Linked DNA regions of Sus scrofa: all the other regions are linked to region 1. The links are chromatin contacts, called in public HiChIP or PLAC-seq and promoter capture Hi-C maps. All regions are on one chromosome and are shown on one strand. The core of a region is the stretch at or near the end of the contact, and the rest is flanking DNA. Distances in the headings are between cores, read along the strand shown. Region 1 holds the start of FGFR1OP2 (FGFR1 oncogene partner 2). Region 2 holds the start of RASSF8 (ras association domain-containing protein 8). Region 3 holds the start of ETFRF1 (electron transfer flavoprotein regulatory factor 1).

Region 1 (4,581 bases), core at 1,551-4,050:
ATCTTGCAACAATCAGAGGAAGTAGGTGTTATGATCACATGGAAAGAAACTGAGGCTTGGAGAGATTAAGTAAAAAGATCAAGGTTACACTGCTGGTAGCTTAATGATGTCAGGACTTGAACCAAAACCTATGCCCTACATCACAATCTTAATGCTGCCTCTCATATATATTGTTTTACCCTACATGATGCACAAGTTACAGGGGGGCTAAAAACAATTTTTATTTTAATTTGGAATATATCTAAATGTATAAATTATATTAGACTCTCTAGGTTCAGCCTTACAGTTACTATCCTGCCTGGGCCAGTCTACAAAGTGGCTAGATCCCAGCCTACTATGCTGCTCCAAATGACACAGAAAGCAAATCATCCACTTGCGGCTAACCAAATGACATTCCCAAAATAAAACAGTTGAGATTCTGAAACCTGAAGATAATTTTCATATTTGGAATTTCTATCAGTCTTCCACTTCTCTTCTTAGTGATAAAAATAATTTCCACTTGGCATTCTTAAAAGCATTTCTTTCTAATATGGCCAAGTCCTGTGGCAGTTTAGGACATTTTCATTAAAACTCTAAGTAGCCAGGCTCAAACTCTGGTTCTGCCTCTAACTAGTGATATGACTCAGGGCTAGCTGCTTCTCTTTATCTCAGGTTCTGCCATCTCTAACATGGCAGTAATAATCATAGCTGATATTCAGATGGTACACACAAACACAATTTGACAAAGTGCTTACAACCAAAATCCCTTCTGCTTAGGCTGGCAACAATTCTCCATGGTCAGTGTTTGTTCCATTCTGGTTATTTTATACTTTGAATACTGTCCCAGCAATTATAGTAGCTACCTCAAAGGATTGATGAGAAATAGACCACATTTTTAAAGTCGTAAATAAACAGTTGTAAGTCAAATCTATAGCAAACTCATATACAAAGAAGGTACTAGGCAGTTAAGTACATCCCCCAGATCATGATTTTACTTGTATTCACACTCACCAGCTTTTTGAAAGGAAATATATCATACATTATTCTACAATATTCCATGGAAGATTCTACTGAGCAAGTCCATAATGATTTAGATATGGGGGCCAAAGGGATGATTCCTTGGGTCCTATTCTTCACCAGCATATCAAACTCCACATGCTGTCTGCATGATTCTGCCATGTAAGGGCAGTGATCCACAACAAATACTGTTTTATGGGATTCAGAAAAAATCTTCATTTTGTTTTAACCTGTAAGGGATAAAATACATTAGCCAAACATACATAACATTTACTATCTTAAATTATTTCTAATGAATGTGTCTTTTCCTCAAGAAGATTTGGTAGGGGACATGAACAATCAGTATTCAAAGGAATTTATCCAACAAAGGACAAATTTAATGAGGTCATGACCATAGAGTAACTATCAATTCAAGGGATGAACTACACCATATTAACCTGTCACAGGCAAGATTACAACCCATGTATATATATATTTTTGCTTTTGGAATGAACTTAAATTTGTCAGAAGAAAACATTTCTACAAATAATCGTACTTGTTTCCCTTACATAACACATAATAGCGACAAATACTCTTCAAATACACTTTTGATGATCCTTGTGAGTTGACATCAATCACATAAAAACCTGCAAACCAACCCAGGTCAGCATTTTTGGGCTTCCCTCCAAAAAAAATCTCAAGACTTCTGAAAAAAGGTTTGGAAACTGGAAAGAGGAGTGACAACAAAAGGGAAGCCCCAAACATAAACATTTCCTAGGATAACTGCATTATTAGATTTTCGCATTAGGATAAGGACCTCAAATTCACACTCTCCCCATTAGCTTTAGAAACACCACAGTAATTTATCATGTAGAACAGAAAAACTTATGTGCTATTATCACACTGATGGGAGAAAGAACTTTTAAAACTTTCTTACAAAAACTCCCTTGCTTCGCTAATACAATCTTATACCGAATAGACAATTCACATTCGAAAAGCACATGGTAAACAGAGCAAAAGTGTTCATCAAAACGAACCGATTTTTTACAGCCCGGCCGCTTTCAAACGCATTTCCCCTTCATGCAAAACTCTTCTTTGAGAAACCTAGACACACTCTGCCAGAGGGTGGGGGGTGGAAAGTACAAGGTGAGTGGATAGGGAAGATCTCAGGATCGAGGTTCGCTTACTTTCGTGCCTGGTCTTGCAGTGAAAACGAACAGAGGCTAAGAACCACAGCCTCTCTGGAAAAGGCTGCTGGCTGGGTGGGGAGGGTCAGCGCACAGTCAGGAATGTCTGGTACCAAAGACCGGGGACTAGGTTTTCCCCGCTCATCTCCTAGCACACCGGTCCTTCCCAGGCTTCCTAAATGCAGGAGCGCGCGCGCGCCTGCGCGTGAACACAAACACTCACACACTCGGACTGGCGCGTGCGCAAAGCGCCCTTGACAGCCCCGCCAAGCTGCCCTTCCCCCTCGGTGGGCCAGACACTAAGGTCTCTAACAGGAAGAGGGCGGAGCCAAGGGGAAAAGAATGCCTCCAACCATCAGGATTTTCTATCCGCTAATTTTCCCAGTCACCCATTGGGAAGATTGATCCGGGCGACCTGAGAACCTCCCCACAGCGAAGTACCAACCACAGCACCAGCTAAAGCAGCCACGGTCCCCTAAGCGTAAGGCCCTCCCACCAGGTCTCCCTTCTCAGTCTCTCCAACCCAGGCCGATTTCCCCAAGCAAAATTCGCGAGACTTAGCGAGAGGCCGAGCAAAAGCCAGAATGTGGATCAGTGGGGAGGGACGTATAAGTGCCCCGCCCCTACCTCTTGCGCATGTCAGCTAGAGGCCTCAAGTAAATCGCCGGGTTCTGCCCCCACGGTAACGCGAGGGAGGAAGTCTCGCGAGGTTGAGGCGCTCTGAGAGCGCAGGTCGGAGGCGGTGAGCGGAGGTTTTTACCCTGACCAGTAATGGGACTGATCACCTATGACCCTCCCATCTGCCCCAACACTACCTCTGCTGGGGTCTGCGTCTGCTATTGAAGAAGCTGAACAAGCGAGAGGAGTCTCTTCCCTTGGGTGCATAGGTCCCCGTTGGCAGAGGCTTTGAGTCCTAGTCGCCACAGCTGACGGCTGCGAGGGATTGAGATCAGAGTAAGTGGAATCAGTCCAGGGACCAGAGCGGGTTTAAGAGAGTCGGAAGCTTCCTTCCCCTGACGGTGCTCTTTGCCCCACCTCTTGAACCACCGGCTGCCCGTGCCTGGGCGCGGTAGTTCCTCTCTGTTCTCAGCTCTGAGACCGTCTTTCCGGAGCTGAGGTACGGAAAGTTTGATGGAAACCCTTGGCCCAAATCTTGTGGACACACCTTTCGTCTCTGTTTTCTTCCTGCCTAACCCACCTGGGAGCTCAGCATTTGCGAGGCGGGGTGGGGGTGGTCGGCAGGGATGGAAGAGGCGTCCTTTTCAGTTTTCAGTTTACCCCTTTGCAGAAGATGACTTGGTTAATCATTACTTCTTTCTTGAAACCGCCCTCCAAGAAGTATTGCTCTTTTCCTAGTTCTCTTCCTGGATAATCATACTGCCTTGAAGCTGCCCTCCAAAGAATCCTATCTTTTCCTGGTTTTCTTCCTGCCTTTCTTCTGTATCTCATCTCAAATGATGGTATACCTGTATCCATCCTGCTGTCCAGATTAGGAACCTAAGGCTCATCCTTGGCTTATTTCCACTTTCACTGCACTATGGTATTTCTTCTTTGACCAGAATCATTGCCCACCCCCAACTGATTTCCCTACCGTCATCCTTCCCTGCCATTCTGAAATACAAAATCTGTTTATATCAACCCTTTCTTTACACCTTTTTAGTATCGATATTGCTGACCAAATTGTTAAGTATATCACTTAGGACCTTTTACTGTGTGTCCTAATCCACTTTACCTTTTCCGTCTTTTTTTGCCTCGCCTCCAAATACCTCAGTATCCTGTCATGCCAGACTACTGGCTGTTTCTCCAACGCTTTCACAAGCCTTTGTATATGCTGCATCATCTGCCTTTAATGCTTACTCTTCCTTTTTTTAAAAAGCACCTATCAAGATCCAATTCATAGACTTCTCAGATTCCTCCAGGTGACACTGATAGTACCACCGTGCTCCCAAAGCACTTAAAATAGTCCTTTTGCAGTGTTTTTTAGATTGTGTGAGACATTATTTGTTCAAGTATCTGTCTCTTGTGCCCGTTTGCGCTTGAGCTGGAATCATGTCTTATCTTTCTCTAACAGAAGTTCGTCCAATGCTTGGCACATAGCAGATATTATTTATATATATATGTGTGTGTATGCGTATTTATAATGTAATAGAACCCTGACCTGTTTTGAATATGAGGAACCTTGTTACCCCAACACACAAGGAGTTGTACTTTTAATATCTATTTGTTGAGGTTGTGCATAGTAGCAAAAAACTTCTATGCTTTTAAATGATTTTGTATTTTATTATTACCAGTCTCTGCCTATAAAAAAATAGTGGGATATATATGTATGAGAAATATTTAGACTATAGACCATGCTTGGTGTAAGTATATCCATGTAACTCTTCCAATGAATCCTTGCCCATAGGTTAGAAATAATCAA
Region 2 (4,684 bases), core at 1,471-3,970, 1.0 Mb before region 1:
TTGATTTTAAGATATCTGACCTCTAGAATCGTAAGATAACACATTCTTGTTTTTAGCTACCAAGTTTGTGGTAACTAATATATTTGTGGTTTAGCTCCTAAACTAATAACACATACAGTATACTTCTAGGTGTTGGCCCCGTGTGTTCATGCCCTCTGCTCTCCACATATATCTCTCCCCATTGAAATTTTCCTCTTTTCTTAATCTCTCCTTTCAGATTCTTTTCTTGAAAATCAAATCTGATTATGTCAAAGGGCTTGAAGTGCATGAATACTCACCCTTTCTAGTTACGTTACTTGCAGGGAATATAATTAGAAACCAGAAATAGGGTTGTTTACAAATCCTGCTAAGGACATTTGGTGTGATCCTAGGAAGGCTTAGCAGAGATGTGATTATAGCTAAGAAAGCTCAAAACAAATTGAACTATAGGCTGAAGAAAGAATGCATTAACCACATGGGGCTGAGGTGGGGAAGAGATTCTTCTGGGTTTACCCAGGCAGGACAGAGGTATATTCACCAACTTCTGCAGCCACCAGCAAGGCACACCCTGATTTGAAGGTAGGGATACCTCACTGGGTACCAGGATCCTAGTAAGCACTTCTCCTAAAAAGTGGACAGTTATTTAGTCATAGCAAGTCTCATCCTGATTTAAATGCTGGTCACATGAAAGTTGGTTATAATGAGTCATCAACTGGTTCACCTCTAGATGCATGATAAAATTGAGGTCAGGACCTGCCTGGTGACCAATAGAAACCAATAGATTAAAGTTCTTCTACTTGGTAAGATCCTGAGTCCTAGTTAACAATAGCCACAGTCTTGCCTGTTATCTCCTCTGTTTCAAGACTGCCATAAAAGGGGGATGATGATCACAGCCAAAAAAGGGAGGAAAGTCCTAAAAAGGAAGGCAAGGTCAACATGGGCAAGTGCCACCAAGGGCATGCACGACAAGAGGGAGATTGAATTTTTCCATTAGATCTGGCAATTAGGTGGTGACTGATGCTGTTCACTGGAGTGAAAGGTTGACGAAAGAATGAGAGCTGAGGAAACGTTAACCTTAAGGCTGGAAATCTCTGAGGATCTGTGCTCTAGGTCATCTTTAAAAGTTTCCACGGGGTTTTACATTTGAATCATAGAGAATGCTTCTTGTCCCTCAATTCTCCAAATGTTGGCAAGCCAAATTTGAATCTTAACATCTGTCTCCTCAGTTCACCTCTGAGGTAGAGGAACTAAAGAGCTGTGCAATAACTAAGGTCAAAAAACAAGAGGAAGAAACCAAAGGCCTACAAATCCAAACTCCAAACAAATCAAGCCCTGAATAGGACAAGCGGTAACAAGTTGTGCTTCAAATTTAATATCCCTGTCTTGATTTAAAAAAAAAAAAAAAAAAAAAAAAAAAAAAAAAAAAAAAAAAGCAAAAACACCCAACACCAGAAACCCAAAAACGAGTGTCTGGAGAATCAAAAGGGACATCTTATAACTGGAATGCTTCTTTGAATCTCCTCAGCCCCTCTTCCTCCAAACTGATTGCTGTTCTTGCGTTGTGGGCATGTGTGAGCAAAAGTCTGGACCAAAGACTGGATGTTGTCCAGTGACTAGAGTACTGCATGTCATAAAAAAAGGTGAATAACAAGAACAACACACACATCTGCGTTTCCATAAGAAAGCACAGCTTTCCTTGACTATTTGCTATATTTGCGCGGGGGGCGAGGTGGGGGGGGGGAGCGGTTTTCTGAATCTGAGCCCAGCTCTTTCTAAACTTGGTTACTCACGTCTGATTCACTCGCTGTGTTTTTCGTCTCCTGTCTCTGTCATTGCCTGCTGCTGAGAAGGGGGTCGCTGAATCATTGCCACTCCAGATGAAAAGCAATTCAAACCCAGTCCTGAGGGGATGGAAGGGCCTTTTCTTTTTTTTTTTTTTAAGCGTCTGTGGAAAAAGCCTCCTCCTTGCTGGGGTGACAGTGAAAGGCAGTTTTGCAAGTCTCACCCCGGGGCTATGGAAGATTTTACTCCGTGAGCGTCAGTGAAGTACCGGTCATCTCACCGTTTCTAGCTTTCAGGTCCACTGGCCTCCGCCGACCCGGCGGAGCGGGGGACCGTGGGCCCGAGCGGCCTCGCAGCGCTCACCGCCGCTTTAAAAGCTCCCACAATGCAGCGCTGGCGTCCCAGTTCCGTTACAAGGTCTCTCCCGGCGCCGGCGAACCGGCGAGGAGAGGGCGGGGGAGTCGGGGAGCGGCGGCTGTAACCCGAGCACCCGGCCGAGGGGGGCGCCCCCGCGCCGCCGCTCTCGCGCGCTCAGCCCGCGGCCCGACAAAGGGGCGGAGCCGCCTGGCCGCTCGGCCCGGCCCGGCCCCCGGCCCGGCCCCCTTGCCCAGAGGCACCGGCCGCGGGAGCGAGCCAGCCGCCGAGTCCGCCGCCTGCGCTCGCCTGCCGCCCCGTACAGCGCCCGGAGTCCCGCTCCTCGTCGAGCCTCGCCTGCCCGCTCGCCCCCCGCACTGGCTCGGCTCTGGGGGCTGCTCCCGCCGGCTGCGCCGCGGCTGCCTGCGCGCTCGCCCACCCCTGTACCCCCGCCCGAGGCGTCCGCGCTCACCTAGCGCCAGGCGGGAGGTGAGCGGACAGGGAGCACCAGGGAGCCGGGGCCTCCCGCCGGTGCGGGGCGCGCGGCCCGCGTAGCGCAGGGGAGCGAGGCTCGCGGGGCTGCGCCGCCGGGGACGGGCGCTGGGCGGCCGCCGGGCTCCGGGCGCCGCCGCGTCCCCAGCGCTCCGGCGGGCCCCGCGAGGCGGCCTGCGGGGGCGGCGCAGTTGCGAAACTGAGTAAGTATTAACTTTACTCGGCGGCCGCGATCTCCGGGCAGCTTTCGGGACCCCTCCCTCCTTCCCCTGGAGCCTCCGGGCTCCCCCCTTCCCCGCCCCTCTCTCCGCACCTCTGGTTTCTTCGCCCCATCTGCCCTCGCCGCGGGCTCCCGCTTCCTCCGGTTCACCTTTTCCCCGCTGTCTCCCCTTTGCGCGTTCTCCCCGCCGCACACGCGCGCCTGACTGAGACTACGAGCTTGTTCCCAGTCTGTTTCCTCCCATTGCCCTTGGCCGGGGAGTTTAGAGGCCACTTTTGTTGGGAAGGGAAATGTACGTCTGGCTTCTTTAATATTTTTCTCTCCAAATGGAAATCGGATGCTTGCTTGCCGAGCGGCGGTTTGGTGAAAGCTTATTTTCTCCTTTGAAAAAAATGATTGGTTTACCGGTTTTTAAAATGTTTGAACGATTAACCATCCTCCGTCCCTATTCCCCCGTGCCGCCAACCCGTCTGGGGAGGGGAGTGCAGAAGACTTTCAAAGTAATTCCGTCTTGCAAACTGGAAACTTAGAGAGGATACGGCCCAGAAAGCTGAAAAAGATTGAACCTGAAGGGCCCTGAGCTTTGAATGTGGGTCCTCGTGTGGCACAGGGCTTACGCGCCGAGTACCTGGGTTCGTAATCGAGTGTTGCGTTGTTATTTTAACATAATAGAGCCGCCTGGTGTTGCTAAACCACTACTTTCTCAGCATCAGATGGCATCCAGTGCAGGGCAAGCTTTGGGTATAATTGCGGGTCAGATCTTTAGGCATTTAGACGGGAAATAGATGCAGGGCACGTTTCATAGCTGGTTTTCAACCCGGGATGTTAGCCTGTCAGTACATCAAAGCATTGCGTTGAAAAAATTCCTCCAGCCTGGTGCCAGCGAGGACCAACATTTTAGGGATTTTCTAGTATAATGTGGTTCAGCAGTTCTTCATTAGATATGTTTTGTTCGCAGGAAGCACCTTTAAATATGTATCGATCTCCGATTTTTCTGTCGGTTGAATTAACTACCCATTCTGGTAGGAGGCCCCAGGTAGTCTTTTTAAAAATTTTTTCTTTTCTCTTAAGTCTTTCATCGTTGGGTTGCCAGGAGTTGGTTTTCGTGCGAAAGAACAGAAAAAATGGGAAGACTTAATGTATTATCAGCATCCTCTTCTTTGCCTGGGTGAGGCGGTAGTGAATGCCACCTAGCCCTCTGCAGGGAGAGGTGCTGAGTGGAGGCAGGAACCAGGAGGCAGGACTGAGCACTGTCATTTTGAAAGGTGGCTTGTGTGAGGTTTTATCTTTTAGCTGGCATATTAATTGTACTTTTAATTCTATTTATCCTCATGGGGAACTCTCCCCAAACTATAAACATTACATGTGACCACACCCCACTTAAAGAAGACTGAGCATAACTTGATGATTGTTCTTTTGAAGGATCAAGACCCAACATAAATATAATTTGTAATGTAGATGGTAAATCCTTTCAAAAATCTCCCCTTCCTCATTTTCTCTCCTTTTAAGAGTCTCTAGCTGATACTCTCAATAATAGACACGTTTGGTAGTAATGCATTGAATTCTTTCTAGGGTCATTGATAAAGCCTGATTCCGAGGCTTCAATAGCTGAGGAGGGCATCAAAGAGCTCAGAGAGGGAGGAAATCATGGGACTCTGCAGAGAGGAAAGGCATTTCAGTTTGCTGAACTGTCAGCATGCTGCAAGGGAAAGCAGTAAAAAGAGGAATGTTTAAGTTGTTTTTAAGGTGCATGTTTCCTAAATTTGGCATTTGGTCGAGATATTTGGCAATTGCAGATTTTAAATTCTATTAGAATCAACTATAATGGAAAAAATCATAAAAAATAAATTCTATTAG
Region 3 (4,497 bases), core at 1,681-4,180, 1.7 Mb before region 1:
CTCTGTACCCTCTTTGTAACTTTTCTGTATTATCACAGTTTTCTGTATGATAATCTAAAATTATCTCAAAGTAAAAAGTTTTTTTTAGAAAGATTTCAGACAAAACTACAAACAAGTCTAGGAAAAACTAAGATAGTTTACTCACTGAAGCATCTTCTGTAAGTAAATTTAATACTCCTTTTTTATGACAATCAATCAATGATCCATGTTTAATGAAATGTCCAATCACAAAACAGAGTAGCAGTCAAGAAGGCACTAGTTTAAAGGGTTCTAAAGAACAAGAAATGACTGACTATGGAGTTCCTATCGTGGCTCAGTGGTTAACGAATCCTACTAAGAACCATGAGGTTGCAGGTTCAATCCCTGACCTTGCTCAGTGGGTTAAGGATCTGGCATTGCTGTGAGCTGTGGTGTATGTTGCAGACGCGGCTCAGATCCTGCCTTGCTGTGGCTTTGGAGTAGGCTGGCGGCTACAGCTCCAATTAGACCCCCTAGCCTGGGAACCTCCATATTCCACGGGAGAGGCCCCAGAAAAGACAAAAAGACAAAAAAAAAAAAAAAAAAAAAAAAAGAAAGAAATGACCAAATATAGGTATTAAGGTCAAGTTTGAAAGTATGGGAATGATCTCATAAGGAAATAATCTGAGTTCCTATTGTGGTTCAGCAGGTTAAGGACCTGACAATAGTATCCATGAGGATGCAGGACTGATTCCTGGCCCTGTTCAGTGGGTTAAGAATCTGGTGTGGCCACAAAGCTACGGTATAGGTCACAGATGTTGCTGAGAGCCAGTGTTGCTATCTATGGCTGTGGTATAGGCCAGCACCTGCAGCTCTGATTTGACCCCAAGCCTGGGAACTTCCATATTCTGAGGTGTGGCCCTAAAAAGAAAAAAATAAAGAAGTAATCTTTCTGTTAAGTTAGATTGCTGATTTTATACAAAGAAATTACTAATTTAAAGCGGGCAAAACTATGACAAAATGATTCCATTCAGCAATGTGTCCTAAAGCAAATCTATGCTTTTTAGGAATTTGTCAAGTACAGTATTCCAGGAAATATTTATAATTACAAGTATTTTTTCAGCAACACTATTTGTAACTTCCTGATTTGGTCCATGTGTCCATTCAGTTTTAAAACTGACACAAAGCAGTAGATTATACCTTCTTGAAAAGTGCACATATTTAATTTGTTCAGCAGATATTTATTAACGAATTACACACAAAGCACTCTGAGATGCTAGAGATGCTTTAAATAAGAAGAATAGAGTCTTGGCTCTCATTTTAATTTTTGCATATGGGTTTTATTTTATTATTAAATATGATAATATTTGCTATCAATACTTAACATACTTCCATCTTGAAATGAGTGCTATAACAGCAGAATACGTAAATAGCATTGCCCCTGTTTCCAAGTAGCGACATTTTAAAGGTGGGCAAATTGTCATCTTCACTAGTGCTTTTAATGTGATGCAGGTTTGGGATAAGTACCTATCCTCACCCCTCTTGCAAATCATAAGAGCATCATGTAGTGGAGTATTTCTCAAAGTTCAGAGGGCATAAGAATCATGTGAGATGCTTGTGAAAAATACATATTCCTGGGCTAAAAGTATACACACTCACTTCCCTCTCCCAATTATAATTCAGTTCATGTTATGGGTTGAATTGCAACCTCTTAAAATTCATACATTCAAGTCCCATATCCCAGTATCTCTGAATTTTACCTTATTTGGAAAGAGGGTTGTTGCTGATGTAATTAAGATGAGGTGGATCTCTAACCCAATATGACTGAGGTCTTCACAAAAAGGGGAAATTTGGGCACAGACACATAGATACAGGGAGAATGCCAGCGAAGAATGGAATAAGCTGCCACAAGTCAAGGAAGTACCAGAAGGTAGGAAAGGGGTCTGAACAGATCCCTCCTCAGCACCTGCAGGGGGAGCAGAGCCCTGACAGCACCTTGATCTTGGACTTCTAGACTTTAGAATTGTGAAACGTTAAGTTTCTCTTGTTTAAGCCACTTAGCTGGTGATATTTTGTTACTTGGCAGCCCTAGGAAACTAATACTGTAGATCTGGAGTCTGGTCTGTTCCTGTAATCTGCATTTTAATAGATATTCCAGGTGTATTAGAAGCACATTTTCCAGAAACCACATTTTGAGAAACATCTAAGAATAAAAAAACTTACGCACCCGCTGGGAAATAATAAATAGGTGCTTACGGTTCTCTCAAGTTATCAGTAGCTTTAAGTCTGCTTAAAATCCCTTTCCATTTCTCCCTGACATGAATGGTCTCCTCACCCTATTTCTTCTCATCACTTCTGAAAAACTCATAATCATACTTTAAAATACTCCTTGAAAAGCACTGCTCTTCCCTTTCATGTTCCCCTCCCCTCTCCAGACCCAATTTCAACATTTCCAACTTTGTGTTACTCCAATGTAGTCACTTTGATAATTACAGTAATAAAACTGTATTGTAATTAATTTGCTGAGTCTGTTTTCCATACCAGGGAGTGGATGGAATATTCATCTTTGTGTCCTAGGCACAATGACCATTCCCCGTTTACGGAAATTGGTTTGGGCTCCCACCTGTCTGCGAAGGCCACAAATCAGGGGAATGCCCACTCCCACCAAGAGTATAAGCTCTCTCTTAAGTCGACTCGCTCCCCTCTAATAAAATATGATAGGCTCTTATTACATCATTTAATACAGTGCAAGAGAATCCACGCTCGCCCCTTCACGCGGTTCCCCACTTTCTCTGCTCACCATGCCGAGGAAAGCACCACCTCCGCAGCCTGCCAAGTGGTGTGAGCTCCTGGAGCTCACAGTGGTGTGGACTGAGGTCTTGGGTTGTCAGAACGACAAGCCCCGCCCCCTGGCGCCCCAGGGGAGGGGCGCGGAGCCGCTAGTCTGGGTCCGCGCAGTCGCGCTGGGGTTCTTCCGGACGGCGTCCCGCCCCCTTCCCCCACAGATCGCCCCATCTTCCCAACGCCCCGCCCCCGTGAGCGGCCAGAGGAGTCAGAGCGGCCAGAGAGTTTTACGGCAGTGACGAGCCGGAAAGCGTGTGAGTGCAGCGCAGGGGCGTTTAATTCTGTTTTCCGGATTCTGAGGTCTGGAGGCGAAGTAAGCTCTGGGCAAGACAGCCGGTGTGGGAAAGGGTTTCTGAACGCCTTTTGACTTTGACAGTCACTCTGTTTACGTGGAGCTGAGGCGTATCTTTCTGTACGGGTGTTTTGAGAAGGAAGGGAGCTGCCAGCTATACGCAGCTGGATCGAGTGGTTGACACGGGTCGGCTGCCTGGGCCGCCACCGCTTAGACCTGCGGGGCGGGGCTCTATTGACAGTTTAGATAAGAAGGTAGATAAATTGGCTCCCAGAGTGTTGGTTAATTCCAGAGTGTTGGTTAATTCGAAGTTAATGAGCTTTGGATTCTTCTTTCTTCCCTGCACATGGTTCTCTTTACTTCCTGGGCAAGGTATATGCCGTTTTGGGGTTTGTTTTTTCCCTAAGAGGAGCTCTGAGCAAGAGCTGGAAATGATTTAAAGCTGGTTCTGGGTAAAGTATTCCTTACAAGTGAAGTTCTCTAAGACCAGCAAGACTCGCAGTTATGTGCGCCCAAGGTCAAGGTCACAGATTTGTACAAACCGGTGGCACAACCCTTCGATTATCAGTCTACTGCCGCATGAAGAAACTCTTGGCAGCAAAGACCAACAGGAAAACTAGAAGAAATCAAGTTATTGAGAAATTAAGCTTCTTCCAAAGCCTATCTGAATTGTCTATGATTTTAGACCTAAATGCTGTTTTAGTGCATTGAAAGTATTGCCGTGTCTCATCTCTAAATTCTAATTTTATTAGGGCTATCCCTTCGTTGACGAAATATATTATTATACTTATTATTAATAAATAAGTATTGCTGACTGAGTTGGTCTTTGTGGGTTAAAGTGTTCATGCTTCCCAGATTGTGTAATAGTGATGACATCTCACCTCCAAATCCCTGGTGGCAAAAACATCTTAATGTTGGAGTTCCCAGTTGTGGGTCATTGGTTAACGAATCTGACTAGTATCCAAGAGGACCCAGCTTAGATCCCTGGCCTGGCTCTGTGGGCGGGTTAAAGATCCGGCCTTGTGGTGAGCTGTGGTTATATATAGATCGCAGACTGCGCTGGAATCCCGCCTTGCTGTGGCTGTGGCATAGGCCAGCGGCTACAACTCCCATTGGATCCCTAGCCTGGGAACCTGTTGTGTGCGGCCCTAAATTAAAAAAAAAAAAAAAAAAAAAAAATCTTGATGTCGACATCACAGGGTTCTGAGGCTTTTTGGTATGGAACTAAGTTTTTCTCTTCGTATTTCAACCCAGCTACTAATGTGTATGATACAAAACCTCAGTCAACTCTAATGGGGGTAAGGAGGTGTTGGAGGAGGTGTTGTGGTGATCACAAAAAACTTTTAAATGGTGGGCCTCCAGGAGAGCCTTGCTCAAGTTCCCTTTCCACCGACTTCCCTCCC

The links. Promoter capture Hi-C pulls out the DNA fragments that hold promoters and counts their contacts. HiChIP or PLAC-seq counts read pairs in DNA pulled down with a chosen protein or histone mark.
Region 2: a contact with region 1 is called in an H3K27ac HiChIP or PLAC-seq map of skeletal muscle, with 3 times the contacts expected there. The contact joins the promoter of RASSF8 here to the promoter of FGFR1OP2 in region 1. A contact is called at or near these places in 1 of 47 Hi-C or Micro-C datasets (heart right ventricle) and 1 of 2 datasets of contacts at active chromatin or transcription factors (skeletal muscle).
Region 3: a contact with region 1 is called in a promoter capture Hi-C map of liver, with 3 times the contacts expected there. The contact joins the promoter of ETFRF1 here to the promoter of FGFR1OP2 in region 1. A contact is called at or near these places in 1 of 5 promoter capture datasets (liver) and 1 of 47 Hi-C or Micro-C datasets (heart right ventricle).

Annotation. Positions count from the first base shown.
Region 1 is chr5:46,822,281-46,826,861 of Sscrofa11.1, reverse strand. FGFR1OP2 (FGFR1 oncogene partner 2) reads left to right here and starts at 2,800. Exons shown (of 6, transcript XM_005664032.3): 1 at 2,800-3,116. It overlaps INTS13 (integrator complex subunit 13), which reads right to left and starts at 2,352. Exons shown (of 17, transcript NM_001243595.1): 1 at 2,163-2,352; 2 at 991-1,226. The coding sequence starts at 1,215.
Region 2 is chr5:47,845,506-47,850,189 of Sscrofa11.1, reverse strand. RASSF8 (ras association domain-containing protein 8) reads left to right here and starts at 2,720. Exons shown (of 6, transcript XM_005653134.3): 1 at 2,720-2,810. LMNTD1 (lamin tail domain-containing protein 1) reads right to left here and starts at 1,891. Exons shown (of 18, transcript XR_002344073.1): 1 at 1,770-1,891.
Region 3 is chr5:48,554,022-48,558,518 of Sscrofa11.1, reverse strand. ETFRF1 (electron transfer flavoprotein regulatory factor 1) reads left to right here and starts at 2,930. Exons shown (of 3, transcript XM_003126426.5): 1 at 2,930-3,056. CASC1 (protein CASC1) reads right to left here and starts at 2,877. Exons shown (of 16, transcript XM_021092191.1): 1 at 2,759-2,877. The coding sequence starts at 2,761.